2 separate regions of the Oryctolagus cuniculus genome follow, and region 2 is linked to region 1. The links are chromatin contacts, called in public Hi-C maps. All regions are on one chromosome and are shown on one strand. Each heading gives the region's core, a stretch centred on a gene start, on an enhancer-like site or on the middle of the called end of the contact. The rest is flanking DNA. Distances are from core to core; before and after follow the strand shown.

The links. A called contact is a pair of places that touch in the nucleus more often than the background predicts.
Region 2: a Hi-C map of liver shows a contact between it and region 1, with 9 times the contacts expected there. The contact joins two enhancer-like sites. A contact is called at or near these places in 5 of 6 Hi-C or Micro-C datasets (embryonic fibroblasts, liver, psoas muscle and 2 more).

What each region holds. Positions count from the first base shown.
Region 1 is chr10:79,918,507-79,921,887 of mOryCun1.1, reverse strand. All of the region lies in intron 2 of FRMD4B (FERM domain containing 4B), which reads right to left. Among named protein-coding and RNA genes, the nearest start is that of FRMD4B, 120 kb to the right of the region's middle. Within about 2 kb of position 1,942, at least 3 of the 8 cell types and tissues checked have an H3K27ac peak or open chromatin away from gene starts, as enhancers often do.
Region 2 is chr10:80,027,358-80,030,812 of mOryCun1.1, reverse strand. All of the region lies in intron 4 of FRMD4B (FERM domain containing 4B), which reads right to left. Among named protein-coding and RNA genes, the nearest start is that of LMOD3, 180 kb to the left of the region's middle. Within about 2 kb of position 1,527, at least 3 of the 8 cell types and tissues checked have an H3K27ac peak or open chromatin away from gene starts, as enhancers often do.

The DNA of each region.
Region 1 (3,381 bases), core at 693-3,192:
CACTGGAAACTTGGCTGGATTAGCATTCGGCTGTGTGGTAAATACTCAGCACAGTGTTGTGGCATGTCTGAAGGCACTAAATAGCAATCGCATGCATGGTTCCAACACTCCAACATAAGCACTCGCTGCACAGTCAGTTGGGGCTTTATAGGAAACCTGGCTCCTTTCTCATGTCCTTGGGTGATTTTCATCTGCAAACACTGCAGACAGTGCACTGGCTTGGTCTCTGGGAAATGCATCCCATGGGGTGGTGCAGCAGGGAAGTTATTTGGAAATGGAAGAGGATGTTGGGGAGCTGATGATGCATGTGGGGGCTAAAGTTCAGGCAATACTGAAAGAAAAACAAAACAGGTACCTCTAACGCATTTAGAAGAATATTAGCAAGTAAGTTGGCATGCCTTTGGGACACACAAACTCACCTTTTTGTCATTGGTGTTAATGACTAACATTTCCCTGACCAAACACGGTCCAGCACTATCTTTCTGTGATTACTAATGCAATCACTGGTATTGAGCTGCTCTCTCTGGCCTTGACCTCCTCCCAAGTATTTCTAAATATCAGATGACACTGTAGTGCTTACTGTGTACCAGGCACCAGTCTTAGTATTTTAAATATAAGACACAATTAATTTTCAACTAGCTTTATGAAATAGGTATGGTTATTACCACCCTCATGGCACAGGTGAGTAAGTGAGGCACAGAGATATGATGTAACTTGCCCAGAGTCACAAAGAAAATGAGCCACAGAGACAGAACTTGGGCTCAGAGAGTCTTGTTTCAGAGTCTTCTCACTTGACCCCTCCTGTTACACTGATAATTGGGCAGGAGACCCAGCTCCAAAACAGAAGGGATCTTCCAGGGGTTCCTTCCATTGGCAGCAATGCTCAACGCATCGCTACTGCTTTCTTTCATTCTCACTCTCTCCCTCTCTTCCTTTCTTTACTTTTTAAAAATCAAGGCCTACTCTACATACCACAAAATTCATCCTTTTTCGTGTACAGTTTGGAAGTTTTTGACAAATATAGGCAGTCATGTACCCAACACCACAATCAAGACTGAATATTTCTAGAACTTCATAAAATTCCTTTGCATCCCTTTAAAACACATCCCTGTCTCCATCCTAGCCCAGGGACCAGGGGAGGTTAGCTAGGCATCCATAACCTCCAAAGACCCTTGCACAGAATTCAAGAACACATCATGATTTATACATGTTCATAATAAACTATGGAAATATTAGCAGTGCCTGTGACTCAGTCACCAATGGAAATCACAGATTTTTTTTAATCACATCATCACAACTGCCTATATTGCAAAATATTATTTATATTCTTAACAACGTTGACACTATGATAGTTAGCAAGACCCATCTCTAGAACATGCTTTTTATGGAATTAATAAGAACCTTTGTTTTTATCACAAGCGTGTGTAACATTTTAGTAACTATATTTCCATATAATTTAATTAAAACACGTTTTTCTGACAAAGGACCCATATGCTTTGCCAGCTTACCAGAAGGGTCCTCTTTTTGAAAGCCTGGCCCTAAGAGAAATTATGCCAGGTTACTTCAAAATCTTCATGGAAAATGGAATTAAAAGAGATGCTTGTTTTGGTACAATTTTTTAAAATCCATGCATAATTTCTTCATAAAGTGCATTTTTCTCAGAACTTTGGATGGAAGAGCCTTACTGTTGTGGCCAAGTCAATCACTCATGACTTATTCTAGCATCCTGGGTAATAAAAGAAACAAAACAAGCAAACGTGCAAAATGCACTTTGCAAGTCATCAAACTAACATTTCAACAATTCATCGTTAAGTAATGATGAATTCTTCATTTCTGTGCGAGATGCAGAAATGAGTGAGTCACTACCGAGACAGATGGGAGAATAAGACGGCTTCTCTTTAGACTGTAAGTTGAACGGTGCTCTTTAGCAGCCAGACGCCAGGGTCCAGGAGGACTGTTCAACAGCGCCACCTGCCTTTTTTCTAGGAATCTGCACCGACATCAGAGACACCTGCTCTGCAGCCTTTGGAATAGTCACAAGGCAGACAGGGACTTCAGGGCCAGCCAAGAAGGAACATTGAGAATGGTCTATCAGCCACAACACCAACCATAAGGATGAGGCAGAAGCCACGCATTCACATTTTCCAATTATCTGGAACTACTTTAGAATCATGATTGTATTATCAAAACATAGGGCTTGTTAACACTCCCAAATTAATTTTGTCTTAATTAATTAATGTGATAGACAAATCAATAGGAAAAGAGGGCCAGGAAGAGGCAATTTCCATAAGAAATATAAACGGCTGATAAGTCTTAAGAAAAAAAATCCTTGACTTCACTGATAACCAAAAATACATATTAAAGAAATGATATCTATTTCTCTTACCAGATTGTCAAATTGGAATTATTTAGATGATAAATAAGCTGATGTCAAGACATAGGTTAAATGCCTTAAATCCCAACATGAAAATTCATAGTCGAAATACTTGTAAAGGCAATCTCTTTAAAAATTAAAAGATGAATTTAAAATTTGCTTAGAGACTCTGAGTTAATCTCTGAAGCTAATTTCAAGAGGCAAGACTGAAAGAATGAAAGAAAGATCCTAGATCACAAACGAAGCAGAAGCAATCTCAAAAATCATAGATGCTGATGATACTAACTTTACCTCTTGGGAATCAGCAGTGGCACTATAACAGCCTTTTACTTCTACCTAGTGCGGCCCTCTGGCTTTCTTGCACACCAGCCCCAACCCCTTGCTCTCTCCCACCGATGGTGACTTAGGCAAATAGAAGGTGGGAGACACGTTTTTGCTTTCAAAGACTTTCATCATTGTTCACAGCTTTCCACAGCACCGTTATCTCTCATCAATAGCTAATCTACCATTTACGGCATTTCCATAATGCTTGCGTCACAATATCCAAAGCTTCAGTGTGATCTCTTCCTTAAATTCCGCACGCACGTCTTTTACACTCAATAGTGCCCTGGTCAGAGAGGACATTTGATAAATGTTCATCAATTCTGCTGACATAATAATGGGGATGGAGTTAAATTTCACAGGAGACACAAGCTCCAGAATTAACAGCAGAGCTGAACTTGCTGCTCATTACTTTCAGATCACGCTCCCCTGAGCTGTAGCGAGACACTGTCATCTGCAGGTGGTACTGTAAGAGTTACTCTGTTCACACAGCACCCCCCACTGGCCACAGGCGAAAGTTCACTTCCAATGTACAATTTAAAAATTAAATATTGACCCTGTTGGCCTTCCACCCAAATCTCACCTCTACTCAATCTAAAATTCAAGAATACACATGGCCTTTCGCCCCCACCTTTCATGATACCTTCAACTGAAACAGAAGAGGGCGGACTTAAAAGACAAATAAT
Region 2 (3,455 bases), core at 278-2,777, 110 kb before region 1:
CGGCGCCCCGACCGGGACTAGAACCCGGTGTGCCGGCGCCGCAAGGTGGAGGATTAGCCTATTGAGCCACGGCGCCGGCCTGTAAACTATTTTTAAAAATATATATTATAAATTGGATTTTAAAAGTCTATGGGTAATCTCACAACAGGACAAATTTATAATAAAAAAAGTGAAAATAACTCATAATTCTTCCACTGGGCCATATAACCCACATTACCTATGGCTTACAACCTGCTTTTCTCAATGGATCTGATATAATAGACGTGATCAACGCCTTCAGAAGACAGTCCTCTCTCCGTACCAGCCTGGGCAGAGCGGCTGTAACACAAGTTTCCTTGCCGGCTGGAATGGTATCAGCGGGGAGCCTATCATGCCAGGCCCATCCCAAGGGACAGTGTCACAGGTCACAGCTGTGCTGTAAAGCCTGTTGTTTCTACTCAAACGAAGCTTACTCAGCAAAGCCCTTCAAACATGGGGATGAAAAACAATGAAATGGGAGAAGGCAACCATTACGGACAAGCTTGGGGCTGCGGCCCGGGGAGGGCCGTGACTGCCCTCTAGGGGTCGGAGCTCCACGCTGCACACAGAACTCAGGGCCGCCAGGGTCGCCCCAGGCGCTCCCCGCCCGGCCCTCTGACGTGCCCAGTAGTGTGTCCATTGCGTACCATCGCTACAGTCTATTTTCCCACGTCTTGGTCTGTGCGCTAGGGCAGCTATTTTCATTGATAAAACGCCCCCTTCGGCTCAGCCTGACTCTTGTCTGAAGCAGCTCACCAAAGGCCCCAAGGCCAAGGCATCCAGGCTGGAAAACAGCGGCTCAGACTCACCCTGGGAGGGATCCGGCTCTGTGGTTTCACAGGGGCGGGGGAGGGGAGGGAGTGCTGAAGGAGCGGACTTTCCAAAAATATTCACCAGACAAAGACAAGAACCAGGCTTGAGACCAAGACATTCCAGGGAGACACCCTGAGACGTAAGCAATTTTCCAGGCCTGCCCCAGAAAGGTGGGAGTGGCCCATCTCCCCCCTCCCTGCAGCTCATAACTTCTTCCGAAAATAAACACAGCGAGGGCCAGACGGCATCTTCCTGAACCGGTCGTAACTCAGAAACAGACCCTGCAGTCCCTGGCAGGGGCGGAGGAGCCGTGACTGGAGGCGCTCAGGCTTGTGCGAGCCCTTGTCCTCACCCAGGGGCTTTGAGAAAGAAAAAAAAAAAAAAAAAAATAAGATCCCAGGGTGGACGGGGAGCAGCGCAGTCGTTCCCGTGTTCCCTGTGGTCTGCAGACGCCTTCCGGAATCAGGGCCAGCCTTGGGCGCCGGCGCCATCGTGGGGTTGACGCTAAGCTGAGCTCATAGAGTTCCCGGAAGCCTTCTATGCGGCCGGGCCTCTCTCCCACCTCCACTGTGCTCTCCTTCTGTGCCCTGGGGGTGCCTGCCCCATCACCAGGTTTCCCAAGGTCACCTGTGATCCCGTCCCGCACTGGCCTTACCCCACCGCAGACCAGTGTTGTCACTGGGGCAGATGGATGTACCATGCTCATCAAGCGTCCCTGCAGCTGCCCATAGAGTTCAGGGTCTAGAATGACGGCCCTTCTCCTCTGACATCTACCTGCCCGTGCCAGTTCTGACTTCGGTTTCCCACCTGGTGTGAAGCCTCCTTCTGAGCACTCTCTCACTGCCGTGACCAGTGATCATAGGATGGGCTCCACAGATCCCACCTGACTTAATAGTGTGTAATTCCACTACGCTATTTGGTAGCCTTATGTAGTACTTACTATATGGGTATTGTGTCCATGCTACAACTGAGAAAACGTGAGTGTAGGAGATGTTAAAAAACTAACCTGAGACCACACAGCTACCAAGATTCTGTCTGCAGCCTCCATTCCAACTCTTATCCTGGATCTCTTTCCCTCTAACTTTCTCTATACTACAGCCACACTGATGTAGTTACTTATTTGAAAGGCAGAGCTACAGAGAGGCAGAGGCAGAGAGAAGACAGAGAGAGTCTTCCATACTCTGGTTCACTCCCCAAATGGCCGCAACGGTTGGAGTTGAGCTGATTAGAAGCCAGGAGCTTCTTCCAGGTCTCCTACACCGGTGCAGGTGCCTAAGCACTTGGGCCATCTTCTACTGCTTTCCCAGGCCATAGCAGAGAGCTGGATCGGAAGAGGAGCAGTTGGGACTCGAAGGGGCACCCACATGGGATGCTGGCACTGCATGCAGAGGCTTTACCCACTAAGCCACAGTGCCGGCCCCAGCTTTTATATTTTTGTGTCTTAAAAAACATGCCACAAAAGTGGATCTCAACCCCATCCCAGGATCTTTTCACTGGCTTTTATTGGGAATGTCTCTCCAAACCTGTTCACAGCTAGTTCTTACCTTCCACTGCGCATTACCTCCCAGAAGCTCTCCTGGCCCACCCTGTCTAAAACAGTGCCCCAGCTATTTTTCACCATCGTGGCTTATTCTATGTTCTTCAGAGCACTCAGAATTTCTGGCATTTTCTCACTTTTCTATTTGCTTGTTTAGCTACACTGCACCAGCGCAAAATAAGCTATGTGCAGAGACCTTGCCTGTGTTACTTACAGTTGAATCCCTATAGAACACTGCCTGATATTTAGTGGGCACTCCAGAAATATTTATTGAATGAATAAATCACTCCAATGTTCATGCTCTTAACCTCTAATCTACATGACCTCTCCCTAAATTACAGTGCTTATTGCAATCACCGCTGATACCATATAACTAAGCCATTATGTAGTTACGGTTTTATGTCCTATACTGTGTGCTATTATTTCATTCACTTCTGATTCAAGCCATGTGTGGGTGCTTGTTGAATCACTGACCCACATGCACTGTGTTTGGCTTTGCAGCTGCAGCTGGACAATGGACATCTGCATTTGCTGTGTCAGCCAGCAGAGGGCAGACTGCACGATCTCTCCACTGCCTGTTGAGTGAACAGACACTTCTGGGATTCTGAGTGAGATCGAAGATATCCCAGGTACTTTTTTCTGCTGTATTGAACCTTATTCAGGAAACTTCTGAAATCTAGAATCAGTGTTTTCAGCTTTTCCTATGTTTCCTGACAATTCAGCAGGTTTTTGCCTAGCCCACCTCGTGAGCCTGTTGGCCTTTTCTGGAGACCCTAGGCTTAGCGGTCACTCAGGAAGCAAATAATCAGAAGTCACAGGGTGTCACAAACAAATGAATGCCTCCCTAAGATGATTTTACACCTGTTAAACTAAAGAACAAAAACTCACTGGAAGCATTATGGAAAGAATGCTGGGTGGTTGGCCAACATTTTTCATGTCTAGAACACATTTTCTTGAATATTTAAGGAGCTCCTTGGAAATGATCTCCAAAAAGAGGAAGGATTCTTTTGATATGTATTAAGCCACATACAAGGAGGGCAAATTGCACTATCATGAAACAGATACATACTCTCATACAGACACACAC